Regions from separate parts of the Mus musculus genome. Here all the other regions are linked to region 2. The links are chromatin contacts, called in public Hi-C, HiCAR-type, Micro-C and promoter capture Hi-C maps. All regions are on one chromosome and are shown on one strand. Each heading gives the region's core, a stretch centred on a gene start, on an enhancer-like site or on the middle of the called end of the contact. The rest is flanking DNA. Distances are from core to core; before and after follow the strand shown.

The links. Promoter capture Hi-C pulls out the DNA fragments that hold promoters and counts their contacts. Hi-C and Micro-C count contacts between places; a contact is called where the count stands out from the background. HiCAR-type assays count read pairs that join an accessible place to other places.
Region 1: a contact with region 2 is called in a promoter capture Hi-C map of liver, with 4 times the contacts expected there. The contact joins the promoter of Arhgef26 here to the promoter of Mme in region 2. A contact is called at or near these places in 2 of 39 promoter capture datasets (both in liver).
Region 3: a contact with region 2 is called in a promoter capture Hi-C map of embryonic stem cells, with 2.8 times the contacts expected there. The contact joins the promoter of E130311K13Rik here to the promoter of Mme in region 2. A contact is called at or near these places in 13 of 39 promoter capture datasets (the 3T3-L1 cell line, 3T3-L1-derived adipocytes, cranial neural crest and 7 more) and 2 of 115 datasets of contacts at active chromatin or transcription factors (embryonic stem cells and extraembryonic endoderm stem cells).
Region 4: a contact with region 2 is called in a Micro-C map of palatal mesenchyme, with 2.7 times the contacts expected there. The contact joins the promoter of Dhx36 here to the promoter of Mme in region 2. A contact is called at or near these places in 1 of 484 Hi-C or Micro-C datasets (palatal mesenchyme) and 3 of 115 datasets of contacts at active chromatin or transcription factors (embryonic stem cells and stem cell-derived neural progenitor cells).
Region 5: a contact with region 2 is called in a Hi-C map of uterus, with 6 times the contacts expected there. The contact joins the enhancer-like site here to the promoter of Mme in region 2. A contact is called at or near these places in 12 of 39 promoter capture datasets (the 3T3-L1 cell line, 3T3-L1-derived adipocytes, the HPC-7 cell line and 7 more), 13 of 484 Hi-C or Micro-C datasets (the AML12 cell line, adipose-derived mesenchymal stem cells, cardiomyocytes and 7 more) and 3 of 115 datasets of contacts at active chromatin or transcription factors (astrocytes and embryonic stem cells).
Region 6: a HiCAR-type map of kidney shows a contact between it and region 2, with 7 times the contacts expected there. The contact joins the promoter of Plch1 here to the promoter of Mme in region 2. A contact is called at or near these places in 8 of 39 promoter capture datasets (3T3-L1-derived adipocytes, cranial neural crest, embryonic stem cells and 5 more), 2 of 484 Hi-C or Micro-C datasets (Sertoli cells and embryonic stem cells) and 7 of 115 datasets of contacts at active chromatin or transcription factors (astrocytes, embryonic stem cells, epiblast stem cells and 3 more).
Region 7: a contact with region 2 is called in a promoter capture Hi-C map of liver. The contact joins the promoter of Slc33a1 here to the promoter of Mme in region 2. A contact is called at or near these places in 5 of 39 promoter capture datasets (cranial neural crest, embryonic stem cells, frontonasal cranial neural crest and 2 more), 2 of 484 Hi-C or Micro-C datasets (both in embryonic stem cells), 6 of 115 datasets of contacts at active chromatin or transcription factors (astrocytes, embryonic stem cells, extraembryonic endoderm stem cells and 1 more) and 1 of 9 other capture datasets (adipose tissue).

What each region holds. Positions count from the first base shown.
Region 1 is chr3:62,337,417-62,341,009 of GRCm38.p6, reverse strand. It overlaps Arhgef26 (Rho guanine nucleotide exchange factor (GEF) 26), which reads right to left and starts at 2,233. Exons shown (of 14, transcript NM_001081295.1): 1 at 437-2,233. The coding sequence starts at 1,513.
Region 2 is chr3:63,293,685-63,297,310 of GRCm38.p6, reverse strand. It overlaps Mme (membrane metallo endopeptidase), which reads right to left and starts at 2,100. Exons shown (of 23, transcript NM_001357335.1): 1 at 1,696-2,100.
Region 3 is chr3:63,928,107-63,931,818 of GRCm38.p6, reverse strand. E130311K13Rik (RIKEN cDNA E130311K13 gene) reads left to right here and starts at 2,347. Exons shown (of 5, transcript NM_177856.5): 1 at 2,347-2,562. The coding sequence starts at 2,449.
Region 4 is chr3:62,505,299-62,509,026 of GRCm38.p6, reverse strand. Dhx36 (DEAH (Asp-Glu-Ala-His) box polypeptide 36) reads left to right here and starts at 2,039. Exons shown (of 25, transcript NM_028136.2): 1 at 2,039-2,309. The coding sequence starts at 2,088.
Region 5 is chr3:63,869,985-63,873,819 of GRCm38.p6, reverse strand. It overlaps Plch1 (phospholipase C, eta 1), which reads left to right. Exons shown (of 24, transcript NM_001370984.1): 3 at 3,046-3,164. The coding sequence starts at 3,086. Among named protein-coding and RNA genes, the nearest start is that of Plch1, 28 kb to the left of the region's middle. Within about 2 kb of position 2,364, at least 33 of the 459 cell types and tissues checked have an H3K27ac peak or open chromatin away from gene starts, as enhancers often do. A contact at or near this core is called in astrocytes, neural progenitor cells, second pharyngeal arch cranial neural crest and 1 more, where this site is marked.
Region 6 is chr3:63,897,691-63,901,368 of GRCm38.p6, reverse strand. Plch1 (phospholipase C, eta 1) reads left to right here and starts at 1,907. Exons shown (of 24, transcript NM_001370984.1): 1 at 1,907-2,142.
Region 7 is chr3:63,962,126-63,966,106 of GRCm38.p6, reverse strand. It overlaps Slc33a1 (solute carrier family 33 (acetyl-CoA transporter), member 1), which reads left to right and starts at 1,374. Exons shown (of 6, transcript NM_015728.5): 1 at 1,374-2,691. The coding sequence starts at 1,917. It also overlaps a transcript of Gmps not described here.

The sequences.
Region 1 (3,593 bases), core at 984-3,483, 960 kb after region 2:
GCTTGTGTATTGCATGTGTGACATTTCTATAGACTGATTCCAGTCGTCTGATTAATCAAGGAAAAAAAAGTGGGGGGGAATGTGACTGCTCTATTGCTTAGATCTACTCCAAAACATTCCACTCTGATTGTCCCTTTTCCTTTAGATCAACGGTAGAAAACAAGAATATTGAGTAAGGACAACTGCTAGGCCCATATCAGGGCACAATACCTCACACCCTCACACAAGTTCTAAGCTATTAGTTTGTCAAAAACATTCATTGATTAATAATAATAAAACACAAACATGGGACATGGTGACTCAAATAAATAGAAAGCAATGCACTGTTCCATGATTTGGGTAGATGAATTAAATTCATGTGCCATGAGCATTCAATTCTTTCCCAACACGTTCACACTGGATTTAATGAATGGCATGTGAGCCTGCCCAGTCCTACCTTTATCCTTCCCAGGCTAGAGAACTTCTCCTTGTCTTCCATTACGGCCTTCAGGACAGGCTGGGACATTCTGTTCTTCTTCTTTGAGCTGGTGGGACTGTCAAAATCAAAGCCGCTGACCACTGCCCTTCTGTAAGACGTGGACCTCAAGCCTCGCCGAAGGGAGCCGGGACTGTCCATGTCGTTGTCGACTTCGCCTTCCTCCCCTTCGTGGCCCAAGGGTGCTCCCAGTCCCTCCACCATGCTGCGCACCTTGAGAAGCCTCCTATGGGACTCCACGTTCTGACTATTGGATTTACTCAGTTTAATTTCAGAGGCAAGGCTTTTTGGGATAATCTGCTGCTTTCCCATCTTGAGGGCCGCCGGGCTGTTGGTACTCAAAACCACGGAAGGGTTTGGGAGCTCATTCCCTTGGGAGGGCAGCCTTTGGAGTGGCAGTTTTTGTTCTGAAGACTTGTGTGGGAGAGCAGGAGAGAGTCTCGAGGGGGCCAGCTCCAAGTCCCCAGCTGGCTGACCAGTTTGTGATACTGGGCCAGATGAGTCGGTTTTATGGGCAAGGCCATTGGCAATGGGCGAAGATACCTTACTGGCAGTCACCCCGGTGCAGTCCTCATCGGTGGCGCAAGAGGCCGGGGTGTCCGGAGTCCGGGAGGCGCGCGACAACAGCGCCGCGGGCGAGGCCACGGTGCCATTAGAAGTGGACTTCGGGGAGCCGCCCGACGCCGCGTAAGAAACCAGGGGTGACTTGGGCCGTCGGAGTCGAGGAGAAGCAGCTCTGTAGTCCGGGGACACCGTGCGACCATTGGTCACCGGCCTCCGATGCGCGCTCAGAAGCTGGGGGCTCCTGGACACCGTCCTGTCGTCCGGGTCGGCGGGTACGCGGACCGGAGTCTGCGGCGTGGGAAGGGCAGCCAGCTCCTCCACAGGGAAGTCGGTGATCAGCAGCCCGCTGGGGCTCTGGTACGACTGTGGCCGCGGCTTGCTCCGGCTGAGCAACTGGAGCGGAGGGGTGGACCGTCTCCGCCACAAAGGGGTGACGCCGTTGCTGGAAAAATCCACCTCGCTTTCGCCGTCCATAGCGGGGCCTTTGAGCCAGCCCCGAGAGGAGGAAAGCTGCTCAGGTTGCCTAAGAGAAAGGAACTTTGCCTCCGGACAACTAGTCTTGTCTGGGAGCCTAACCGGGTTCCAGCCCGGCGGTCACACGGGTGTCGCGCGGGACTCGGCAGCGCCGCACTTACCCGCCCTTTCTCGGGCACAGCGTCTCCCGCCAAGCTTCCCGACCGAGGACTGAGATCCGAGCCGCAGTTGATCAGATGAATCCCGTCTCCTCTGCGTCCTTCCCGCCCCCCAAGCCCGCCGGCACCTAGAGAGCTCGCCGCCACCGCAGGACCCTTGGAAAGAGTTCAGCTGGCTGGGACAGCTCGCCGTGGGACGCTCCCCCGCGTCTCCATCTAGCCGCCCGCCCCGCGCCAGTCCACCCGGTCCCCGGTATGCGGTCTCCAGCGCGCTCACCCTTCCGGGGCACAGACCAAGGAGTACTCCCTGTCCCCGAGGGTGGCCTGGGTCCTTACTAAAGCGCGGAGACAACCGCTCAGCCTGGGACAGCAGAGGCCCGCGGCGCCGGCCCCGCCCCCGCGCTACGCCCCGCCCCAGCACGCCGGGGAAGCTCGCACCGAGGCGCCCAGGAGTTCCCGCCCCTGCCTTCCCGGAGTGCGCTCAGTGATTGTAAACGGGACGCGCACACCTGAGCTGCCTGTCCAGACCCTGAGTGCAAGAATGCAGGAGCGCGGGCGGCCGCCCTACGGGCCAGCTGGAGGGCGCGGTCGCAGATCTGAACACTGCGTGGGAATGGTCGTGAGAGCAGAGAAAGGGCTTCTTGATCATCCCTAGACCTGGAGGGGAAGGTTGGAAGGGTGAAACACTTCGGAGCTTGGTGCTGCTGCGACACTTCACTGGGCCACTTGTGGGCGTCAAACTGAACCTCACTCCGGGCTCTCACTCATCTGCTTGCAATAATGTGTGGACTACAGACAGATTTGCTTGTATGCACTCAGAGGAGACTGAGAGGCCAGGTGGACTATGACTCTACATGTCCTAATGTCCTAATCTTTGTGCCCTGTATGTTTGAAAGTCACACAGTAAAAGTAAACAAAATACAAAATATTTATTAGTGTGTAGTTGTGTACAATATAAATTGAAAATCTGTATGTAGAATAAAATATCGAACAAGAAGTAAATTCCAAATCCTTATTAGAGATTAAGAGGCTGGGCCTACCCCTTCAATCTAGTCTTTTTTCACTAGCTTTATCTAGTCAAGCCAAGTCCACAGTCTTAGAGCCTTCAAGTTTATTTCTTGGCCTTCTGGTTTGTCACTTCATTGGAATTACCCCCGATTTCCCCAACCACCTGATCTCTTTCTTTTTCACATTAACCGAAATTTGTAAATCTGAATGCTTAGTTATATGTCTGTGTATTAGTGCTTAATCTATTCTGCCTTTGCATTGTAGTTTTGAAGAGGGCAGGGGTTATATTTGTGACTCATGCACACAGTAAGTGATAAATATCTGTGGAGTTTGGAAGTAGATGAATAAGAGAAATGAACTGGGCCAGTGATATCTTTTAGATGTTGGTTGCCAAGTTGGCTATGTCTTGGTGAAATTCCAGGTATGTACGACCTGAGAAGACATGATTTTGGTTGATGAGATCTGTAGAATTGGTTGTTAGCAAGACACAGGGCAGGCTCCAAGTGTTCAAAGTTCATGTGAGTGCCCACTGTTTAAAGCCATGCTTCTTTCTGCTTTGGGTGGCAAAAGGAAGGGTGGTTCTTTATGTTTTTCTATAATTACCAAAGTGACACAGTGAAGGTCTTTGATCTCAGAAACTTTTTTGAACTCGAACAAATGGAATCAAAATGTATATCGAAATCATTTTTGAGAAGATTTACTAACAATTTCATACGGAAATAAGTGGATTCTATGTTCATCTATGGAGCCTTGCTGTAGGGGATTTTCATATCAATAATATTAGTTTTATATAATAAATTTAACTTCAGAAAGTTGTGGAGATTTATAAGTGGCAGGTTTAACGTGGATCAGAGTGCAGTCTGTGATCAAAGTTTAAAGACTTCGAGAATGGCCTGAGAAGTTAATGTCCCTGT
Region 2 (3,626 bases), core at 851-3,350:
CTAAACAGAAACTCCACAAACTTCAACTTGGCAACATCAGCAAAAGAACGCAATGCTATTTTTGCTTGGGTATAAGATACATTTCAAAGCATCAGCATCAGCAAACGTCAAATTATGAAACCTGGAAGATAACTGATCGGTTAAAGAGAAAGGTGGAGCGAAGCAATTTTCATACTCGGGGCACATTGTGATACTGCAACAATACACGTCTGTAAGTCCCTGTGGTGGTGCTTTGGAGTTACAGTTTTGCATTAGTGGAAATTAAGGCAGAGTAGGAAGAAGTCAGCTTCATAATTAGATTGTGTCTGTGGAAGCTGAAGTAGTAGTATTCAGAAGACCGCTTGACCCCCACCCCCACCCCCACACCATCCTGCCACATTAACTAGTAGGTATTTCCCCCGGCCTGAAGTGAGTTTTGACATGAAAAGTCCCATCCACATTGCTCTAGAGTACAACCCAAGACAAACAAAACAACAACAACAACAACAAAAAATCAAGTCCAAAACACAACAAATATTTTTGAGAGCTTGAACGAAAGAAGAAAAAATCCAAGGGCGTGCAGCTACACTCCCTCAGCGCCAATCTGCCGATAGCAGAGCAGCTTCCAAAAGCTGGCGCTGCAAGTCAGTTACTAGTTTTCAGTTTAATAAAATCCATGTGAGCCGCTTATGGGCATGGAATAGACTTGACCGAGAGGCTCAGAGGAATACCGGTTTATAGTTACTCTCATTTTTAAAGAGTATAAATAGATCAGGATAGGTTAAGTAAGAAAGGGTCTTTAAAAACTTCCATCTACTAAAGAACACCCCCACCCCGCGCCAGCCAACCCTTTGGCAGATTTAAGCATGAATTATATAATAGGAAGCCAAGGTTCGAAGCACGATGAAGAGGTGGGATTGTGAAAAGACATTTAGGTTAAGAAAATTTAAAACTAGGAAAGTGAGTTAATTGAGGAGAGAATCCGATAGAAACTAAAATGAAAACAAACCTTGTTTTTTAAAATAAAAACAGTGTCTGTACAGCGGAATGGCCAATTCCCAGCCCCCAAATGAACCCCGGTGCAATTTGGCAGCGCTGCTCTCGGTCACCAAACAGAACTCCTGGGCGGAGGCTGCAGGAAGCTATGAAAATGAACCTGGAGGTGACCTGACATCACTCCCAGGGTCCTCCTCCAGGTCGCCTTCTCGGCCCCTTCCCCTCCCCACATTCTCAGGTCCCAGTGGCGGCTCCCGCCCAGGACACGCCTCCTCCTCCCGCGGCGACCAGGCACCAGGAGCCCGCTGCGCGCGGGACCTCGGCCTCTGCCCTTGCTTAGCGCGTCCCGGCCCCCGCCCGCTCTGTCCTCCTGTTGCCCGTCCCACCGACTCCCGGCGCCCCGGGGACACTGGTGCCCCGCTCCCGGTGCCCGGTTGTTCGCTCTCCGGTGACTCACCAGTGGGATTGGGGAGAAGTTGGAGGCGACTGAGCAGACACATCCCGACCAATGAGCGCACCGGCCAGGGCGGCCGCAGGCAAAGTAGCCCCCAGCCCGGGCGAGCGCCCACCGCTCTGTGCGGTCCCCAGGGTGCGCCCCGGCGCCGAGCGCGCGGAGGGGGACGAAGCCAGAGTCCCGGGAGGTTCCAGGCCCCACTCGGGCTCCGGGCGGGTGAGCGCCCGGGAAGCCCGCATTCCTTGGACCCTCACCCCGAGACTCACCCCTCGCCTTAGCCGCTCTGCAGCTTACGCCTGCACTCCGTCCAGCTCCTCCACTTGCACATCTCCGCGCCCTGCGCGCCTCGCGCTCACCCCCCGCCTCGCCGCACAGGACCAGCCGCGAGAGCAGTTCCCTGGGTGACCTGAAGGTTTCCGCCAGGTCTCCCAAATCCTGTCACACCGTGTAAAGGGGCGGAGGGGGCTCCCTCTCCCAGTTCGTCCCCCACCTTGCCCTTCCCAAAAGGGCTTCGCCAGACATTCTTGGAATTGTTTAGCTTTGTGGCTTTCAAGACAACAATACACTGTCTCTCTGGGATTGTGTAGTGCTGATTGCAGGCTCTCATTCTCTAACTGACTAAGACCAGAATGCTTCTCTCTCACATACTCTTGCTCTCTCCGTTTTCCCTCGTCCTTCACTCTCCTTCCCTTCTTTTCAATGTCTTCTTTTCTTCATCCTTCCCTCCTCTCCTCCCCCCCCCCCCAGTCTATGTGTGTCTCTTTCTCTTAAACTTAAGGCATTGAATTTGTCAAAGATAGAAGTTTGTCTTTGTGCAGAGGCAAGTATTTCATGGAAATTACCTTTAGCCGCTATTGTAACCAAAGAACTCAGAAAGGCTAAACTTTTCTGCCCCGCCCCCACCCCTGCCCCAGGATTTCAATGTAGTCATTCAATGTCAAGTACATATAGAGTTGGAATACTAATCCTTCTCCTGTTTGGAATCACAAGTTTTGAACACCACACATGCTCCATAAGTGCGAGCATGCTCACAGGACTTGAACTTGAAACGATCTTTGAGCATTAAAATGCCTTACTCCTTTGCCCTAACCAACTTTATGCTTTTTTTTAATGGTTAAAGAAACACAAACAAACAAACAAACAAAAAGCTAAGACAAGAACAGGAAATGTATGTTAGTGAAATTATGAGTATCATGGAAAGACATTTCAAGACAAAGTAACTCAATTGATGTGCGTAAGTTCAACGCACACCTTCAAACGGAAGTGCCCACGCTTCTTTCTTCCTCTGTGGGTATTACAAGCACATCTTTGTCCTCATGGCTAGACTAACAGAGATGTGTGACCTCTCACTGATAAGCATAGGCAGCTTGGCAAGCACTCTGGGAAGCATCTCAAATGGAATTTGAACCCAGGTCATCTTGCCTCCGATTGTTTTGCAGAGGATCAATGCACAGAAGAGAGAGTTACTCAAATTCTCTTGGGAAGAAAGCTAGATTTTCCTCCCCAACACCGGTGTGCTTAGTTTTTATTATATTTTACTTAAATTTTCAAAACATCTAAATTTTACAATAAAACGAGTTGGGAAAATATGTGTATGTATATATAGATACAGATAGGGAGAGAGAGAGGAAGGGAGAGAGGGCACTAGTTCTCAAACTTTCCATATTCAACCACTAGCATTAAAAGTTTAATGCATTTCTGATTAGTATAGTAATGTTTGGTCAGAATATTACAAAAAAAAAATCACGTTTCAACTAGAAATAAAAATTAAGCTCATGTGTGTGGCTATAGCCTACTTAACGTTTCTCATTTGATTTGTTTTATTTTCATTAAAGTTTTAAACATATTACTCTTTTAAGGCTATCTAGCATATCCACAAGATTCAAGAATATCTCTTTCACCTAAAGGAGGTGGTTGACCTGGGGCCTTAACGCCTTAGCATGATAAGTATTTGAGCAGCCATTGAGCAATACTCTTAGCCCTGGAGAATGTTTTGATAACAACAGAAACTAGGTTACGATTATTTATTACAGCTATCAACCTTGAGCTGAAAATTGATTTTTTTCTCAATTAAAGAGTCATTAATGAAAAACCTTTTCAGACTAGTTAAGAACAATGTAATAGTTTTATTTCAGTCTCATTACAAGTCGGAGAAATTTTTATAGAGAGTCAATTCAAATATTCACTCCTGTTAAGA
Region 3 (3,712 bases), core at 1,098-3,597, 630 kb before region 2:
TTCTGAAATTCCCTTGTTTACCGCTCATCCACCACCACCCTTACCTTACTCAGGACCAATCAGCTTAAAGGTTAGCTGATAATACTTTGCCTAGTGAGCCAACTGCTCTCCTCCTTGCCCTTTAAAGTTTTGAACCTGGTTCCTCATATAAAAAGCCTGCCCTGAGAGGAGAGGCCCTTTGTCTTGTGAAGGTTCTATGTCCCAGTATAAGGGAATGCCAGGACCAGGAAGCAGAAGTGGGTGGGTGAGGAACAGGAGGTGGGGAGGGGAAGGGATAGGGGGTTTTCGGAGGGGAAACTAGGGAAAGGGATAACATTTAAAATGTAAGTAAAGAAAATATCTAATAAAAATGCATTAAAAAAAACCTGCTCTGAGGACAGACTAGTGCCACAATTAGTTTTTTCCTTCTTGTGATCCAATATTATGTATGGTACATGTTCAATAAATTCCTTTTACTTAACTAAAATCAGTGTATGTATAGTTTGTGTGGCAATTTCCACACCCCAATAAGGAAGAGAGCAAAACTGGGGGAAGTGAAGTGGTTAAAAAACACACGCTTCACTTGTAGAGTGCCTGAAATCAGTTCCTAGGACCCATATCAGTTGGCTACCTGTAGCTTCAGCAGAATCCTCAACCACATCCCCTATCAGGTGGCTTCTGCAGCTCCGGTGGAATCTCTGGCCTCCACATGTGTCTGCACACGTCCACACAGAGACTGTGGTTTAAAATTTTACAAGTATTTTTAAAAATCAGATTCTGCGTTTTGATGTCAGTAAATTGAAAGTAAAGGAAAGGGTAAGTATGGGTGAGTGGTGGGAGAAGCCTGCAAAGGCAGCGAGAGGTCCTGAGAAAGATCGACCAAGGGAGGAGAGGAGTGAGGCTAGCACAAAGTGCTGAAAAGACGAGGCCTGGGATACAGACAGACTACAGGGGTTCCGCAGGAAATTAAAGCTAAGATCGGAGCTCACTGCAGTAGTTTTGAGATGAGATTAGTCAGCTTGGTTTTCTAACTTTTCCAAGCAGTTCTTGGAACTCAAGAGGGATATACCCATGATGACTTAGTCCTGTAGATATGAAAGTACAACTAGATACTTCACATCTTTAAGGGACTATTTTCCTATTGTCCATTTACAAAGCTATAGAGATAGAGGAGTAATGTCTTCTTTTCCTCTCTGGTGCTTTTGACATAGGTACCTGTGTGTGCACATCATATAAGCAAGTAATAACAAAGGCCTCACAAGTGAGTGTGATATGCTACTGTCAGTCATAAAACTATGGGGTGTGGAAACACTAATTCACACTGTTATATATTTGATTTCTGTAAGGTAAGTTTTTTTTTTGAATTTTCATTTTTTGTTTTATATTTTTGCAATGCTAGATAGAGATCTAGCCCAGGGCCTCAAGTGTTAGGAAAGTTCTCCTGTAACATTTTAAATATAATGAACCAAACAGAGTTAAACAATAGTCCCAAGACGTCTAATGCTTCTAGTACTAACTGTAGAGTTTGGGAGCGACAAAGGGCACCCTCAGGTGGGGTATTTGGTTTTAAAAACATGTTCACTTGTGGAGTCCTGAGCAACACTGATTCCTTTCAGCAACCAGGTGTGAGAAAGCATGGAACAATGCAGCCAGTGATGCTTCCCAGCACCTGTGTGCAGAGTTTTTACCATGCACCAACAGGTCGGTCGTTAGCCCCTCTGGAGGTCAAGCTGAGGACCACCACAAGTGGGTTGTTAGATTTTCTTACAGGCTCAAAAGCCTCAGAGTAAAACATAATTTTATCAGGTAAGATATTTTAGAATTGCCAGGCACAATGGGAAAGGCCAGATCTCTCTTTGGGCCAAAGTTAAATTTATTACACAATGCACATTTCAGCTTAACAAATAAGTATATCTCCATCTCTCTTTCCTTTATTATTCTTGGCATTAAAAATATTTAGAAAGCCAGGCACACGGAAACACAGCAGAAGCCTCTGTATGGGGGAAGCTAAAGATTAGGACGCTGAGGCCAGCCTTTAGAAACATAAACCCTGTTTCTAAAGAAACAAAGGTTGATGCCATATGTGTTTCTGGGTGTGCTCTCCAGCACCATAAAATATGGCAAGTGGATTTCTGAGTTAGAACTAGCCTGGTCTGCGGAGCTAGTTACAGGATAGCCAGGGCTACACAGAGAAACCTGTCTCAAAAATGTAAAAAACAACAAAATAATAAAAATACAAGCTTATAGAAAAAGTAGCAAGAATAAGAGACTGTGCATATTTACACAGATGTCTTATCTTTTCACGGCATTTTTGTGTTGTTCTGCTGTCCTGGCTGGCTTGGTACCACCAAGGACACGCAGAGACAAGAGTGCAAACGCCCAGAATGGGCGGGGACCCCGGAGCCGTGCAGCGCAGCGACCCCTACCGCCCACCAGGGGGCGCCCGCAAGGCTTGCTGGACGCCGGAACATGGCGCGGCCGCCCGCGAGCCTCGGGTCGCAGGCGCCGGACCGCGACCGAGGGGAGGCCAACGTGGTGACACGGGTGTCGCAATGGGCAGACAACCATCTGCGCCTTGTCCAGGTGCCACAGCCCGGCGGGGTGGGCTAGCCTGAGCGGAGTGATCGCGGCAGGCCTGGAAGAGGACCCGCAGGGGCGGAAAGACAGCCGGGCCACAGGGGAAATGGCCAGGGAGGCGACATCGCCTCATTTGCCCTCCTGGCGGCGGCGGTGGTCAGGCCTGGAGGCTGGCGCAGGGCTGGGGACACCACAGGGCTGGCCCAAGAGTAGCTCCTCATTCAGTATGGCGGGCTGGATACCCAGGAAGAGCAGAGAAGCCCGAGAGGCCTTAACAGAGCAGAGCCAGGATGGGTTTTTCCAGGGCTGGGGTTCGAACTTTGGTAAGCATTGTAGTGCTTACCACTGAACTGTATCCCCAGTTGTTTTGGTTTTGGGTTTTGGGGTTGTTTTTTTTTTTTTTTTGGTTTTTTTTTTTTTTTGTTTGTTTGTTTGTTTTTTTGGTTTTTTGAGACAGGGTTTCTCTGTATAGCCCTGGCTGTCCTGGAACTCACTTTGTAGACCAGTCTGGTCTCGAACTCAGAAAGAAATCCGCCTGCCTCTCGTGTTTTCTTTTTAAGTGAAACAAGAGAAGACACTGAAATTCAATCATAGAAGAGACACTTAGACAGCCAGTCTACTACCAGATAAAGGACTGCTAAAGTCCCTGTGGTGGTGGTGGTTCCTGTCATGGAGCAGTCGTAGTAAATGATTTACTGGGAAAAGCTGTAGAGCCCTTGGACATTAAAATTTGGAGACTGATCTTGAAGACAGCCCATTAGACTTTAAAGTACAGTTGTAGGCTTGAGGCAACAGTGTTCAATGGGAAATCAGAACTGGACGTAAAGCTGAGTGAGAGTGAGCTGCATAAACCTGGTGGAGTGGGTAAAGCCCTAGTCTTGACAGACATCTTGAAACAACGTCAGAAAGGTACAGAAAACGGTCTAGAAATGAGGCCTAGGGGATTCTCTGGGGAGGGAAGGTAGCAGAAGCAAAATCTGAGGCAAACAGGGAGACAGATGATTAGGAAAATGAGTAGCCAAAAGCCAGGACAACGTATTTGGAAGGAACAACAACTTTTTTGTTTGTTTGTTTTGAGACAGAGTTTCTCTGTATAGCCCTGGCTGTCCTGACTCACTTTGTAGACCAGGCTGGCCTCGAACTCAGAAATCTGCCT
Region 4 (3,728 bases), core at 790-3,289, 790 kb after region 2:
GAGGATTAAGCACAACTCTCACTGAAGCCAAACCAGGCAGACCTCTGCTATATCTGTGCCAGGGGCCTGTGCTTGGCCCATGTATGCTCCTGGTTGGTGGCTCAGTCTCTGGGAGCTCCCTGGGTCCAGGTTAGTTGAGACTGCTGTTCTTCCTATGGGGCCATCCTGTCTTCATCTTCTTCAGTCCTTCTTCTAATTCAACCACAAGGGTCCTCAACTTCAGTTCAATGTTAGGTGTAAGTATCTGTGTTTGTCTCAGTTCACTGCTGGTAAGGCCTCTCAGAAGATAATCATGCCAGGCTCCTGTCTGTAAGCACATCATAGATCAGAAATAGTGTCAGGCCTTGTTGCTTGGAGCCCAAGTTGGGACGGTCATTGGACTGACTTTCCTTTTGTCTCTTATCCATTTTTGTCCCTGCAGTTCCTTTAGGCAGGAACAAATCTGGGTCAGAAAATTTAACTGTGGGTTAGTAACCCAGTCCCTCTTCTTGAGACCCTGTCTATCTACTGGAGGTAGTAGTCTCTTTAAGTTCCCTCTCCTCACTTTTGGGCATTTTGGCTAAGGTCACCCACATTGAGTCCTGAGAGTCTCTCACCTCCCCGGTCTCTAGTACTTTAGTACTTTCTAGAGACCCCCGCGCCCCTCCCATCCCCTTGGCTGCTTATTTCCATTCATTCTCCTGGCCCTCTGGGCTTCTCTCCTGCTCACCCACCCAATACTTTATCCTGTTTCATTTTCCCCTCCCCCTTCCATTCGGCTACCTCCATCCCTCTGCCCCCATGATTATTTTCTTCCCCCTTCTAAGTGGGATTGAAGCATCCTCATTTGAGCCTTTCTGCTTGTTAAACTTTAAGTACTGTGGATTGTATCCTAGGTATTCTGTACTTTTTTAGTTAATATCCACTTATCATTGAGTACGTACCATGCATGTCCATTTGGGTCTGGATTACTTCGATGATCAGGATATTTTCTTGTTCCATTCATTTGCATGCAAAATTCATGATGTCCTCATTTTTAATAGCTGAATAGTATTCCACTGAGTAAATGAACCACATTTTCTGTATCCATTCTTTGGTTGTTTCCAGCTTCTGGCAATTACATATAAGGCTGTTATGAACATAGTGGAGCACATGTCCTTGTGGTATGGTAGGACATCTTCTCATATATTCACAAGAGTGGTATAGTTGGGTCTTCAGGTAGAACTATTTCTAATTTTCTGAGGAACTGCCAGATTAGATACAAGTAACCTATGACAGCCTCAAACTCATTATACAGCTAAGGGTCAAATTCTGATTTATCATCTTCCATCTGCTGTTTGCTGAGATTGCATACCTGCACCACAACACCGTTTATACTGTTTGGGATTAAAACCATGCCAGGCAAGCACTCTTATCAATTGAGCTGACACCCAAGTTCCAGGATTAAAGTTTTTTTTTTTTTTTAAGATTTATTTATTTTATGTATATGAGTTTACTATAGCTGTTTTCAGACACACCAAAAGAGGGTATGGGATTTGATTATGGATGGTTGTGAGCAACCATGTGGTTGCTAGGAATTGAACTCATGACTTCTAGGAGGAGCAGTCAGTGCTCTTAACGGCTGAGCCGTCTCTCCAAGCCTAGTATTAGAGAGTCTTTAAAGAAGGTATTTGGGTGCGTATATTTGACTGAAAGAGGTGCCAGGCGTTTTCTAAGAAATAAGAACTTCTTTGGTCTTTGAGGACAGAGTACACAATGGTCGATGGTTTTGTTGGGTATGTATTTGCATGGCTTTGCAAATAAGTTCTAGGTTTAACAAAGTAATTAAAATTCACTCAAATTTCCACATTTTCTCAGGCTAGTTTAAATTCCCCGCCATCCGAAGGACGCCCACCCAGGAGCTAAGTTTCTGGCCAGAACACGAACCGCGGCTCACACCGCTGGCGCCGTCCGTGACGTCACCGGAAATGTCTGCTTGTGACACTCAACGTCCCGCCCTCTCGCGCTGGGCGCCGGAAGCAAAGCAGAGGGGAATGTGCGCCCGCTTCCGGGCCCGGACGCCATTTTCAGCGGTTGAGTTTTGGCAGAGCTGCTAGTCGGCTCCGACAATGAGCTACGACTATCATCAGAGCTGGAGCCGCGATGGGGGCCCACGGGGCTCCGGCCAGGGCTCCAGCGGCGGCGGCGGCGGAGGGAGCCGGGGCTCGGGCGGCGGCGGAGGGGGCCGCGGCGGCCGGGGCCGGCATCCCGCACACCTTAAGGGTCGCGAGATCGGCCTGTGGTACGCCAAGAAGCAGACGCAGAAGAACAAGGAGGCTGAGAGGCAGGAGGTATGGAGGTCTCGTCAGGACGCGTTTGCTCTCCCTGGCGTTTGCTCGAGCTCGATGCAACCTCTGTCGAGCCCCGGGTAACGGGTCACCCGATGGGTTGCGCCTCCATCCCAAGCCATCACTGCTGCAGCCGATGCATGCTCTGTTTACGGACTTGAGAACTGAACTGAGGGTGAATGCTAAATTCAGACTCTAGCCAAGCCGACTCTTATTAGGGGATGCAATCATTTAGAATGCTTGCTGTCACCTTTAAGTTTTTTCCCCGAAGCAGCCAACAAAAGCATTAAAACACTGTCTTAAGTGTGTAGATCTTGGAGAAAAAAGTAGTTTAGGTAATAGTATTAGCATTAAAGTGAGTCATATGCTGGTCTTTTTTTTTTTTTTTTTCTCCCTTTCTGTTCTGAATTTTCTGTTGACTAGCAGCGCCTCTTTTAAGACTTATTGAAAGGAAGACGCTGTAGAGAAGTATTTGGCTAATTTCATCAGGAAATTGTCAGTTTGGTTTGTATCTTGAAGACCTGTAGTATAGGAAGCATCGTGTTTTTGTTGTCTGTTTTGTTTTGTTTTGTTTTGTTTTGTTTTGTTTTACCTGAGACAGGGTTTGTGTAGCCTTGGCTGTTCTGAACCTGCTCTGTAAATCAGGTTGGCCCTGAACACACAGAGATCCACCTACCTCCGAGATTAGAGGTGTGCACCACCAACCCAGCAAACATAATGGTTTTTGAGTGACCTGGTCTAAGTAACTCCATCATTGCGCAGAATCTTTAAGTGTTTGGACACTGTTTCATACATGCTTTTTTGAATGCTAAAGACCTTTGCATTCTAATAGGGGGAAAGAAATACCTAAACAAATAAGTTCAATAAGCGGATCTTTCCAGATATACACAGGACACACGTAACTTGTGCCCTGGATATTGATGCTACATAGTGCAGGCTGACCTTGTACTCCTAGTCCTCTTTTCATTCCCAGTGCTGGGATTTCATATGTGCACACCTCAGGGCTAGGCTTTTTTTATTAGTTGACCCCTTGATCCCAGTCCCATCCCCAAACTTCCACTTTAGCAAATGCCAGTGTTGTTTATTCACCTGCCATGTGGAAGTGAGCATTGATTTTTCTCTTTTCATTTTGGGAAATCTGTTTGCTCTGCTTTCTTGCTTATCTCTGCAGCAAGTATGGGTCAGACCTCTTAACTTGTTATTTGAATTATAGCCGCCCACCCCAGTCCCATTGTGGTCTCTTAAAACGTGATTCCTTAAGTGGTCTTTAGATCATTTTATTCTTTACTTCCCAACTTGTTTATTGAAGCCATGCAGCTTCTGCCTCTCATTGGTGTTGCCTGGGAACCATGTGATCTGGCTGTAACCTGTAACCCTCCTTGGGTTGATTTTTCCCAGCTCAAGCTCTGAGGCTGATGTAAT
Region 5 (3,835 bases), core at 1,115-3,614, 580 kb before region 2:
AAGATTTTTCATCAGTTTTGCTGATTTTATGGTTAGAATGGAGTTGCTGCACCCAGTATCTTAGCTGTCATCATTGTGAATTTGCAGAACACATCCCATACACATAGACCTACACAGACCCACGAGTTTTTGTTTTAATTTATTATTTTGCACAGGATTTCATTATTATCCCTAGGCTGTCCTTGAACATAATATCCTCCAGCTTCCACATTCCAAGTGCTGAGATCATAGGCAGGGAATCTCACGCCTGGCTACAGGACATATTTTAAACCTTCACATTGGATAACAGCCTTGTCCCTTATGGCCTGTGGAGGTTAGAAACTTGCGTTTGGAATCTGAAGATATGATTGAAGGTTGTGTTTCTGACTTTTCCTGGCAGTGTAAACAAATCAGTCTAATAGCATCTCCTCTTCTTTGGTGTGGTAGAAGGAGATAACAGTACCTGTCTCCGAAGATTAATAGGGCGTGGATGAGAAGGCTGCATGAGTACCTGCTTTGCTAACTATAAACATCTGGATCAGCGATGAGCACAGGGAGCAAAATCTGATAATGACAAAAAAAAAAAAACCCACAAAATTGAATTAGCAAGGGAAAATGAGCATGAATAGAGATAGGGTCTTTTTTCTTATTATTGTTAAATTCCCTTTACATCCTGATCACTGCCCCTCCTCCTCCTCTCAGTCCCTGCTTCACACAGTCCCTCCCCCTTACTTTCTTCCTTGAGAGGGTGGATCCACCCTCACCCCCCTGCCCCACCCCCACCCCCCACATCTCCCACACCCTGGCGTATCAAGTCTCTTCAGGGCTAGGCCAATCCTCTCCCACTGAGGCCAGACAAGGCAGCCTTTTCTGTTAGGAAAACAGAATCCACAGAGGGCATATGTTCTTTGGTTGGTGGTTCAGTCCCTGGAGCTCCCAAGAGTCCAGGTTAGTTGACTCTGTTCATCTTCCTGTGGATTTCCCATCCTCTCTGGGGCCCATAATCCTTCCCACAACTGTTCCATAAAACTCCCCAAGCTCCATCCAATGTTTGGCTGTGGGTCTCTGCATCTGTGTCAGTCAGCAGCTGGGTGTAGCCTCTCAGAGGACTGTTATGCTAGGCTTTGGTCTACATGTATAAAGGTGTCAGGGATTGCTGTTTACCCATGGGATGGGTCTCAAGTTGGGTCAGTAATTGGTTGGCCATTCCCTCAATCTCTGCTCCATTGTTGTCTCTGCATTTCTTGTGGAAGGACAAATTTGGGGTGAAAAGTTTTATAGGTGGGTTGGTGTCCTTATCTCTCCACTGGGGATGGTCTTCTTTTTAGTTCCATGTACATTAGCAAGTGTAAGTGACATGCACATATTTTGTAAGTGAGCGATACTACTGTTAATTATGAAAAACGTATTTTCTTGGAAAAGGTAGTGCCCTTAATAATACAGAGGACTTCAAAATTGTGTATTTAGGTAAAATGCTGGAATAATGAATATTAAAAAATAGTTATTCTAGGAGAGAGATTTGCAATGAGGAAAGAGGATACCAGAACAGGAAAGAACATGGGGGTACTTCAGTACTGCAGTTTTGAAAAAAAAATAATAACATTTCATTGTTTTTGGTGAATTTACTTGTGTTGCTGGATATCAAATTCAGGGCACTGTACTTCTAAGCACGTGCTTTATAAGGCACACTCCACCCTTTACTACATTATTTATACATCTAAAAATATTTGGGATATAATATGAGATGTTGGCTTTGGAGGGCAAAGGTAGGCTTGTTTCTGTAGTCAGCTGTTCTGCAGCATTTCTCTCCGTGGTCCCACATGCTTTTCTTTACCCCCTCAGCTTAAGAAACAGGAGCATCATTCTAAGCTGGCAGGGATGAAGTGAAAAGAAGGGGAGGGATTCAGGATTGTGTGGAGCAGCAAGCAGTCTGAACGGTAGATAAGATCCCCGTTGTGGAAGGTTAAGGAGAAACTTACCAAGCTCCTGGAGCCTCCACTAGCTGTCCCAGTGTGACACCTTATCCCACTGGGATACCTTACCTTTTTCACTAAGCCACTGGGGTACATTTACAAAACTATAGACTGTTGCAATAGGACAGATGACAAAACTGTTTTCCACCTGTGGGGTTTGCTTCTTGCCAGCCTTGCAGTTTTGTTATGTTTTTTGTTTGTTTGTTTGGTTTTGGTTTTTTTTTGGGGGGGGGTTGGTTTTTTTGGTTCTTTGGTTTTTTTTTTTCTTCCTGCTACTGTTCCCCCCCACCTCCAGCATTGTGATGTGAACCGAAAGGAGGTTGGAATTCTGAAACGTCACTAGCCAAACCTTGTGAACAAAGGCTTCCTTGTTCAGGGTCATGCACATTGGCTTTGCAGTTTAATTCATCAGCTCAGATCTCTGCTTTTCAAGTGTTTGGTCTCTGCAGAGGCTGGAATCTCTGCAGGTTCTGTGAGCACATTATGCTAGAGGCCTGGCCAGCTCTAGTTACATCTGTAAGCCTGGGTGGATCCAAGGATTAGTGGCCCTAAATAAATACCTCCAATGAACTAAAAGAAGGCAAGTAAACTTTGTTATAGTTTGGCATATCTGTGCCCAATTAGACTCTGCAATAATTTCTAACATTTTGCGAGTTGGTTACATAACCTACCCGGATGTCACCAACACAAAATTCAGGAGTTGAGAATAATAGCTCACCTGCTAGTGAGACCTCTGGAAATTGATTAGTATTGACTGTTTTGGATCCTGATAGAATGCAATTGAGACCTGGAACACAAAATATAGTCCTGAAACCTGCTTAATGATAGCTTGCTTTCCTCAGCAGACAGCAGTAGCTGAGTGCAGGATGATGTTGTTGGAAAGAGTTATTGTTTTGGTATGGGGGAAAAAAAAAGCAGCATTCAAGTTCTTGGAAGTTCTGTGGGAAGTTTGTTATGGGCTGGAGGAGTCCTGGTCTACATTTTAGCCTTGTATGTTGCCCCCAGTGCTAGGCAACACATGGCAATGTGCTGTCTGGGTGAGCGTGTGCCTGCTCTTTTCTTCATTTCTGTCTCATTCTGTCTCTCTTGATAGGGCAATTTCATTTGGATGCTGTGCCAGACATCTTCCAACAATGAACTACTGGAACGGTGAGAAGAGGAACTGTGTGCAGTACCGCAGACATTTTCTGGTGGACAACCGCGTGTTTCATGGTGAGCTGTTGTACTTATGTAGCTGAGACTCTGCTTTCGGAAAATTACTTTCATTGTACTGTTTTGGATGCAAGTATGGTCTAATTGTTGGGCTGAACCAAGAGCTTGAGTTTGTCTTAAAATTCCACCAGACCGTGACCTGCAGTTTTCATCAACGTGAACTTCCTCAAAAAACAGCAATGGTGTTCTTCTTCCTACCACTCAGCCTTTCTACTCCTGTTGACTCCCAAAATGTACCTTTTCAATGGTTGTAACTATTTGGGGTTTGAAAACTTAACCAGTGTATCAGACCACAGGAAAAGAGAACAGAGAACCTTGCTACACTTCAGAATGTCTGCTGGGTGGGTTACTGTAGCTCAACAGAGGGTTATTAATACAGGTCATTTTCCTGATAAATAATAATTGTCTTAGACCATTGCCTTTAACCAGGCTATAGCTTCTTGTTTAGTGTCTCATAGTCAGGGATAAGCTTTGTCCATCCTCCTACCAAGATATTCCCATGGGAGTAATTTATTTGTGAGCCAAAGGTTTCGGGGGTATTGGAATTTGTAGAGCAATGTCCATCAGAAGTCCAGGAGATGCAAAGGTTTCATGAGACCTGAGTGATGCTTAATTAAACACACTACTGTTTATTTTCAACTTTCGCATTGTGGATTTCATCCCTCATTTTG
Region 6 (3,678 bases), core at 658-3,157, 600 kb before region 2:
TCTAAAAGAAAGAAGGGGGTTATTACACATTCTTGTCCTTCTTTTCATGTATTTGGAATGTTGCATGGTTTCAAATTTTTAAACTTCAGTGTTACAGAAATAAACAGCACCATAACCAAGAATACATACAAAGACACTTGTCAAGAAGTTTGTGTCTGCGTTTATTTTAACCCCTGCGTCTGTGATCTTTCAGTTCCAGAAAGACAAACACAGGAGGCTAAAGGATGGATAACCATGACTGATGGAGAGTTTAATTATCTTGCCTCTTTCTTTTTTTCTTTCTATTCACCATGGTGATTACCACCAAAGAGAAACTCTAAACAGGCCTTTTTCTACACAAAGAAAAGCAATTTCGAGGCAAACAATGCTTGTCTTTTTTTCCTTTCTTCTGTATTATCTACCTATCTATCTATCTATCTATCTATCTATCTATCTATCTATTTGGTGCTGGCGATTTCAGGTTCTCAAAGCATACTTCACATTTACAACCTCAACCCTACTTAATTTCCTGTAAATTAGGTGTTTGCGATCTGGGTAAAGAAAAAAAGGGGGAGAGGACAAAGGAAGAAAGAAAAATTAGGAAATTAAATATTTTTCCTTATGAAGCCAAAAGACCTTGCAATTCCTTTTCTAAATTGAATTCTTCCTTGTAGTCTGTAACTAGTCTGGTTGCTTTTTTCTTTCTTTTTTTTCCAAGCGTCCAGGATAGCTTTCAGGATAAAGTTTCTTTTTGCCCATGATGCTTTGCCGTCACATTGTAATTGCCTCTGTTGAACTGAATAATACAAATGGGTTGTTTCTATGGTATCGGCTAGGCTAAGACGGATGAAAAGGTGAAATACTATATCTTGTGCTGAGAGGTCACTGAGCATCCCTCCTCCCACTCCCCCACTGTCAGTCAAAGAGGACTAGTGATCTCTCCAGCCTCAGACTCTCCTTTATTACTTCCTGAACAAATTCACTCATGGAAGAAAAAAAGACTTTTGTTTATGTTGTCACCAGGCCCAGACAACCCCTGCTAATTCCATGTTGCCATGCCAGAGCTCCTGACTTTCTTACTGGAGGGAAGTTTTACTTTGAATGGTACACGGAGGGTCTTGTCCTCAGTTCCTCCCAGTTAGGCTTTGAACTAACAATAGGACAGGTTGAATCAAGACTGATAAAAGCCAAGTCCTGGAATCTTGAAGCCGGATCACTCCGCAGCACGCTATTCCCTTTCTACTGTTAGTGCGCTCAGATCTCATCTTTACTCAGCTTTTGAACACTTGCTGGGTGCAAACGTTCCGCTGCCGCCTGTGTGCTCTTTAACAGCACATTAGCTTTTCCAGCCCGCTAGCGGGTGAACTGACAATTAACTGGCTTGTTAATTAATGCCAACGAGTGATATTTGGAAGAGACTGAGGGATAACAAAGCATCCTATAACCTGCACTCCCTGTTCCTCAATTTGATTTTACTCAAAATGGATAGTTGAAAATAACAGATGCTATATTTATTGGAAAGGGAGAAGGGGGGAGGGGGAAGGGGGAGGAAAGAAAGGATTAGTCGTTTGGTGTTTTATTTTTGAAGCGGTTCAAACTCTTGTAAGAACATTGCACAGTTCGCTTCCCCTGAACTCTCCAACTTTGTTCCAGCAGCGTCTTTAACCCGCTAGCCACCTAAACTGAAAATCTATCAGAGGTGTCCCTGGTCTTGGAATTCTTTGAAATTTGCTGCGAGGGAGGACAGAAGAAGATCTTTATTCCCAGGGGTTCTGGCCTATGCCTAGCAGTAGCATCTTCATAAGGGGTCCACGTCCAGTTCTTGGCTCCTGTTCCTCGATGGCGCTCCAGTCCACTCGCGCGCGCTCCAGTTCCGGATTTGCCCTGAGCTGAGGGTTAAGAGGGAGGGTGCTCCAATGTGAGCATGAGGATTTGAATGAGAAAGCAGGTTGTGGCGGCAGCGCTGGTCTTTACTTGGAGCTCCTCTGTTGGTTCTGTTGGCTGGTGTGTAGTGGTGCCCATCTTGGGCTGGGGGGCTGTTTTGGAGGAATTGGGGTTGGAGTCACACCGGGACACTAGCAGATCACTCCAGCATTTGGGAGGTTGAGCCGGTTACAAAAACTCCGAGGATCCTTCATCAGCGGGATACTCAGAGCTGAGCAGGTCAGTGCTTTGGAGGGGGTGGGGGTGGGGGACAGGGAGAGGGCCGGGAGCAGGAAGAGGAGCACCGGACTGCCTCTCCAGCGTTGCGCGAGCAGGTGCTCGAATTCTTTCTGGGCAATCTCAGCCGCGAGCACCGGGTTGTGGTGTGTGCCAGGGTGCCTCGGCCCAGGAACTGGACCACAGTAGCTCGTGAGCTCCTAATGGAGCGCGTGGGCTTTTGTGCCTGAGCAAGACCTTCCCTGCCCTGGTTGGTGGCAGAGGTCCAGCCACCGGGAGGGTCCCGCATCGCGGCGGAATGATCCCACAAGACCTCCCCTGGCTCTGGCCGCCTGGAAAGCAGTTCTGCGGTCCCAGAAGCGCGCCCTTAGTTGCCGGTGCGAGTCTTACTGTTCAAAAAGCTCCGGGCATTAGGTGCGAGAAGGATTTACTCCAACTGCCCTTTCCTAGCGACAAATCATGGGTTACCGAAGCGACGCCCGGGCTGTGAAGGTGTTCTCTGCGCCTGCGCGGGATACCATGGCAACAGTACCGGGTCGGAGACGCCACTTGAAGAGCAGAGCTGTTTTGCTTTGCTTCACTGTGGAGCCCAAGTCTTTCTCTAGACTTTTTGTTTGTTTGTTTGTTTGTAGCTTGGAATCAACTTACGATCTCATTTTTGTTTTTTAAGAGTTTAGCATTGAAGTGATAGCCAGAGGTATGAAATAAAAAATATATAACTTTTTTCTCTCTTCTGTCATCATTTTGATCATGGTAGAAAAATAATGCTGAGAAACTGCTCATTGGAGCATTCAAGTTACCTCCTTTTATCCTGTGAAAAGGAAGATATGAATAAGACTTTATTTCCTGGTGCGGCTTTTTTAAACAATTGTATTAAGCTTGGGTTTCCACAGTGTGCAGACGACATCGTAGCTCCTGTGTACTCTGCATACAACCTGTTTATAACGTACAGAACCTGATGCTCTCCAAATGAACTAGTGTGTTAAATGCCGGTGAAGGGAAGCAAAGGTTCTCTCTGTCAACAGAGACGTTGCTTTTTAAGATGTGGGTTGCTTACTGCTGGCATTATGATCTTGTTCAGAAAATGAATGTTTTAAGACGCATTATTGCAGACTAGTCTTTCTTAAGCCGTCTGTTGACGACTTAAAATTGTGTCTTGAAAAACCTCTTCCCGTCTTTTAAGTTTCATTTGTTTGCACCCAGGGGAGCATTTGGTAAGAGTACAAATCTCCAGCGGTTTCTAGTGGGTGCTATAACTTGTTGTTACTATGTTTTCTTAGACTGCATCCCTATTTCGCAGCGCGATCGAGAGCTACTTGCTATGTAAATAAACTGATTAGAATTCAGATCACTGTTAATAAAAGTTTAAAATGGAGTTGCTTTTCTTGGGACCAAGTAGGGCTTAAAATAACTTGAGTGAAGTAGCTTAAGGATTCTGCATCCTGGTTTTGAACACTATGCATTCCAGTAAGACGAGTGTTTATTTGTACCAGGAAGTTAAAGATGATTTCCTCTAGTGCCAACAGCAAGCTGTAGTCA
Region 7 (3,981 bases), core at 125-2,624, 670 kb before region 2:
AGTAAGAGGCAGGTGGATCTCTGTAAGATCAAGTCCAGCCCGGTCTACAGAGTGAGTTTCATGCCAGTAAGGACCATACAGTAAGATCCTGTTGAAAAAAATAGAGACTTTTGGTCTCACATAGATAACACTATAAACTGTTTTCCACTCCAATTTTTGAGACAGAGACTTGCTATATATCCATGGATGGCCAGGAACTCGTTTTATAGACTAGTCTGGATTACAAGCATGCACCACCACAACCAACTCTGTTCCTCTCTTTAACAAAGATTAGAAGACTTCATGGTCACTGTGTTCTTTCATTGAAGTATATCAGACTAGGTGTGGTGGCTCATGTATAGAATCCTAGGACTCTAGAAGTTAAGGCAGGAGTATGGCCATAAGTTTGAGACCAGCCTGGGTACATATGCTAGCTTATGTAACCCAGGACTCAGTATCAATACAATGAAAATGAAAGACGAATAATAATAATAATAATAATAATAATAATAAGCAAAGTCTCACATTTCTATGACCATACAAGAGCTGGAGAGAAGGGGGAGGAGAGGAAAAGGAAGGACCCAGGGAGAAATGAGAAGAGAACATGGGAAATTAGCTAAGTGGTTAATAAGCTGTAGAAATCAGAAAAGTGGGAAGGCAGCAAATCCACAAGGGAATTTATGGTTTGTTTTTGTTTTTAATGAAGAAAGCATGTACTATTACACTTGAAATGGCATTTGAAAAACTGGCCAATTATGAATCCAATAAAATTCTTGGAAAACTTATTTCTTTGTTATCACTGAAATACTAAATCTAGTATCTCAACATTTCAAGCTCTAAGAGCTTCCAACGATTCACCAAAACTCGAAGAAGTGCGTCGTTATGCACTTAAAATGCATAACCATGGATGACATGAAAGGAGAAAGGTGGTTTCGAGACGTTTCCATTGGCAAAAAAATAAGATGCAGCAGACTGAAATTTACCTCCTTCACTCTGTGTATCTAGCGTTCCCCTACATTTCTTCCTTGACATTGGGGGAAATGGACAGCCTTATTCGTTCTGTGTATTAGGTAGGAGTGTTTCCATTTAGTCGGGCATAAAGGACCCACAACCTGACACCAAAGCTTAGTAACTGCAGGTTCACAAAGCAGCATTATTACCCAACTACAAGCCTGGAAGTTATGTACTGAATTAAATAAGTACAAACTCGCCTACAGACCTTGTGCAATGTTATCACCAAGGCCTAGGCCAATCCAGAAAACCCGCGCTCACGTGGCGACGAGGGCCCAATGGCCGAGGCACACGAGTTCCATGCAAGCGCATGCGCAAACGGAACCGGGTTTGTTAAGACGTTCCGTCCTGGACGCTCGGTACGCTGGCGTTATTCCTCCCTCGGGGTTAGAATCGAGGGAATTAATGGTTCCTAGCAAACGTTGCTCGCGGTCGCCGCCACCGGAACTTGTTCTGATTCGCTGGCTCCGTCGGGAGGCACGGAACCCATTTTGGCAGGGAACCACTTCCCGAAGCGCGAGGCAGGAAGTTATCCTTTACCTCTGGTGTCTACTGAGGAGGGTGCCCGCTGCAGTGTCAGCTGGTGGACGGGCAAGAGAGCGTTCGAGTCCCCGCTGCAGTTAAGAGCCAGACTCCGTCGCAGCGCCACGGCACGCTCCGCCAGCCTCAAGCCGGGTGCGGCTGCACGGGGAGCTCTTGCCGGCTCCCTGAAGTCGCTCCTGTGGGCAGCGACCCAGGCTTCGCCTGGGCCACCTGCCAGGGATCTGGCTCCCTGCTGCAAAACAGCGACCAGTCTCTCCGCGTCCGCCCTCCCGGCGTTGAACCACCGTGACCCGGGTCCAGAGAGACTGCCTTGGACCTGGGACTAGACTGATCAAAACGCCAGCCTCAGGCCCCCACACACCGGGCTCTGCGTCGTCTCTGATATGTCACCGACCATCTCCCACAAGGACAGCAGTCGGCAGCGGCGGTCAGGCATGTTTAGCCACGCTCTGGATATGAAGAGTGGCCCGCTGCCACCGGGCGGCTGGGATGACAGTCGCCGAGACTCGGTGGGCGGGGAGGGGGACCGGGAAGTTCTTCTAGGTGATGCCGGCCCTGGTGACTTACCTAAAGCCCCGCGGAGCTATAGATCCGAACTAAGTAGCATTTTGTTACTACTCTTTCTTTACGTGCTTCAGGGCATTCCCTTAGGCCTGGCGGGGAGCATCCCCCTCATTTTGCAAAGCAAAAATGTTAGCTATACAGATCAGGCTTTCTTCAGTTTTGTCTTCTGGCCATTCAGTCTTAAGTTGCTCTGGGCTCCCTTGGTTGATGCCGTCTACTTTAAGAACTTTGGTCGTCGCAAGTCCTGGCTTGTCCCTACTCAGTATACACTAGGAATCTTCATGATATATTTATCCACTCAAGTGGACCGTTTGCTCGGAAATATTGATGGCAGAACACCGGATGTAGTTGCTCTCACTGTGACATTCTTCTTGTTTGAATTCCTGGCTGCCACACAGGACATCGCTGTGGATGGTTGGGCATTAACTATGTTATCCCGGGAAAACGTGGGCTATGCTTCGACATGCAATTCTGTGGGCCAAACAGCTGGCTACTTTTTGGGCAATGTTTTATTTTTGGCTCTTGAATCTGCTGACTTTTGTAACAAATACTTGCGGTTTCAGCCTCAACCCAGGGGAATCGTTACCCTTTCAGGTAGTGTACTTAAAACTATTATACTGTTAGGTTTATTTTATGCTTATGAATGCTTTTGATGAAACATCAGATGGGAGCTCTCATTTGTTTGCATACATTTTTTACTTTTAATGATGCACAAGATATTTTACTTCATTTCCCTTTCAAATTAACACAATATTGGATTCCATTATGAGATTTTCATACTTTGCTCACAATCACTTCCATAACACAGCCTTGTTCTCTACATCTACCTCCTAGTCGTCTTCCTTTAAACAGTTCACACACACATTTTTCTTTTCCTTCCAGATTCTTTCTAGAAGAGAAACCATTTGATGTTTGTCCTTCTGCTTGCTTTTGAATTTTTTCTGAATTCTGTTTACAGGATTTTTAAAAGGCTCTATATATCCAGCTTGAGACACAGTCCTGCTTCACCCTCCCGAGTGCTAATATTACAAGCATGTGCCACTACAGCTGGCTTTTTAAATTTTACTGGGAACTTATATGATAGATACCTAAGTATGTTTTCTGTTTTATTAAAGTGTGCTTCTTTCAAGTATTCCTTATGTCAGCCTATTAACACAGTCATATTGATCAGTACTCTTTAGTGAATAGGAAAAAAGCAACCGATAGAATCACAAAATTTCTGAATTAAAGATCCATGGACATTTGCCTGACACAGAAGTATACATTTTAAAATGTGGGTCATATGGTTCACATTTTTTCTTTTGTGTTTTGGTGAATGTTTTCTTGCTTTTCAATCTTTTTCCACCTTTATTTCACAAGTAGTCCCCATTTACCCATCTACTGAATGGGAAGAGTATTTAATATAAGCATTCTGGAATTGGCTAAGTGGCAGGATTCTGAGGACCTACTGCAAATAAAGACTGTCTGTGCAAACTAGGAACAGTAGAGATGAACATTGCTGAGGCCCAGAATAGCCGGCCAGTGACCATGGTAGAGATAACAGTTGACTTTATTATTAGTTAAACCTTTATGTAAGCTGGTGTGATTTTTTTTTCTTTTTATTTATTTATTTTTGGTATAACTGGAATTTGAACTTTGTTCTCCAGAAGATTCTAAAATAGCTTACTTTAATTAATTTCTATCCATAGTTGACTTATGATTTAGTCTAAAACATTTTAAGTTAAAGAGTTTTTAATTTTAATGCTTACACATAACCACATTACTAGTTTTGAGGTTTCTGTAATTTGGTAATAACATAACTATATTCTGTGTATTCTGTTTCTGTTTGTGTGTTCCTGGTTCTGGGAAATGAACCTAGTACTTCTACATAAAAGGGAAGCCATC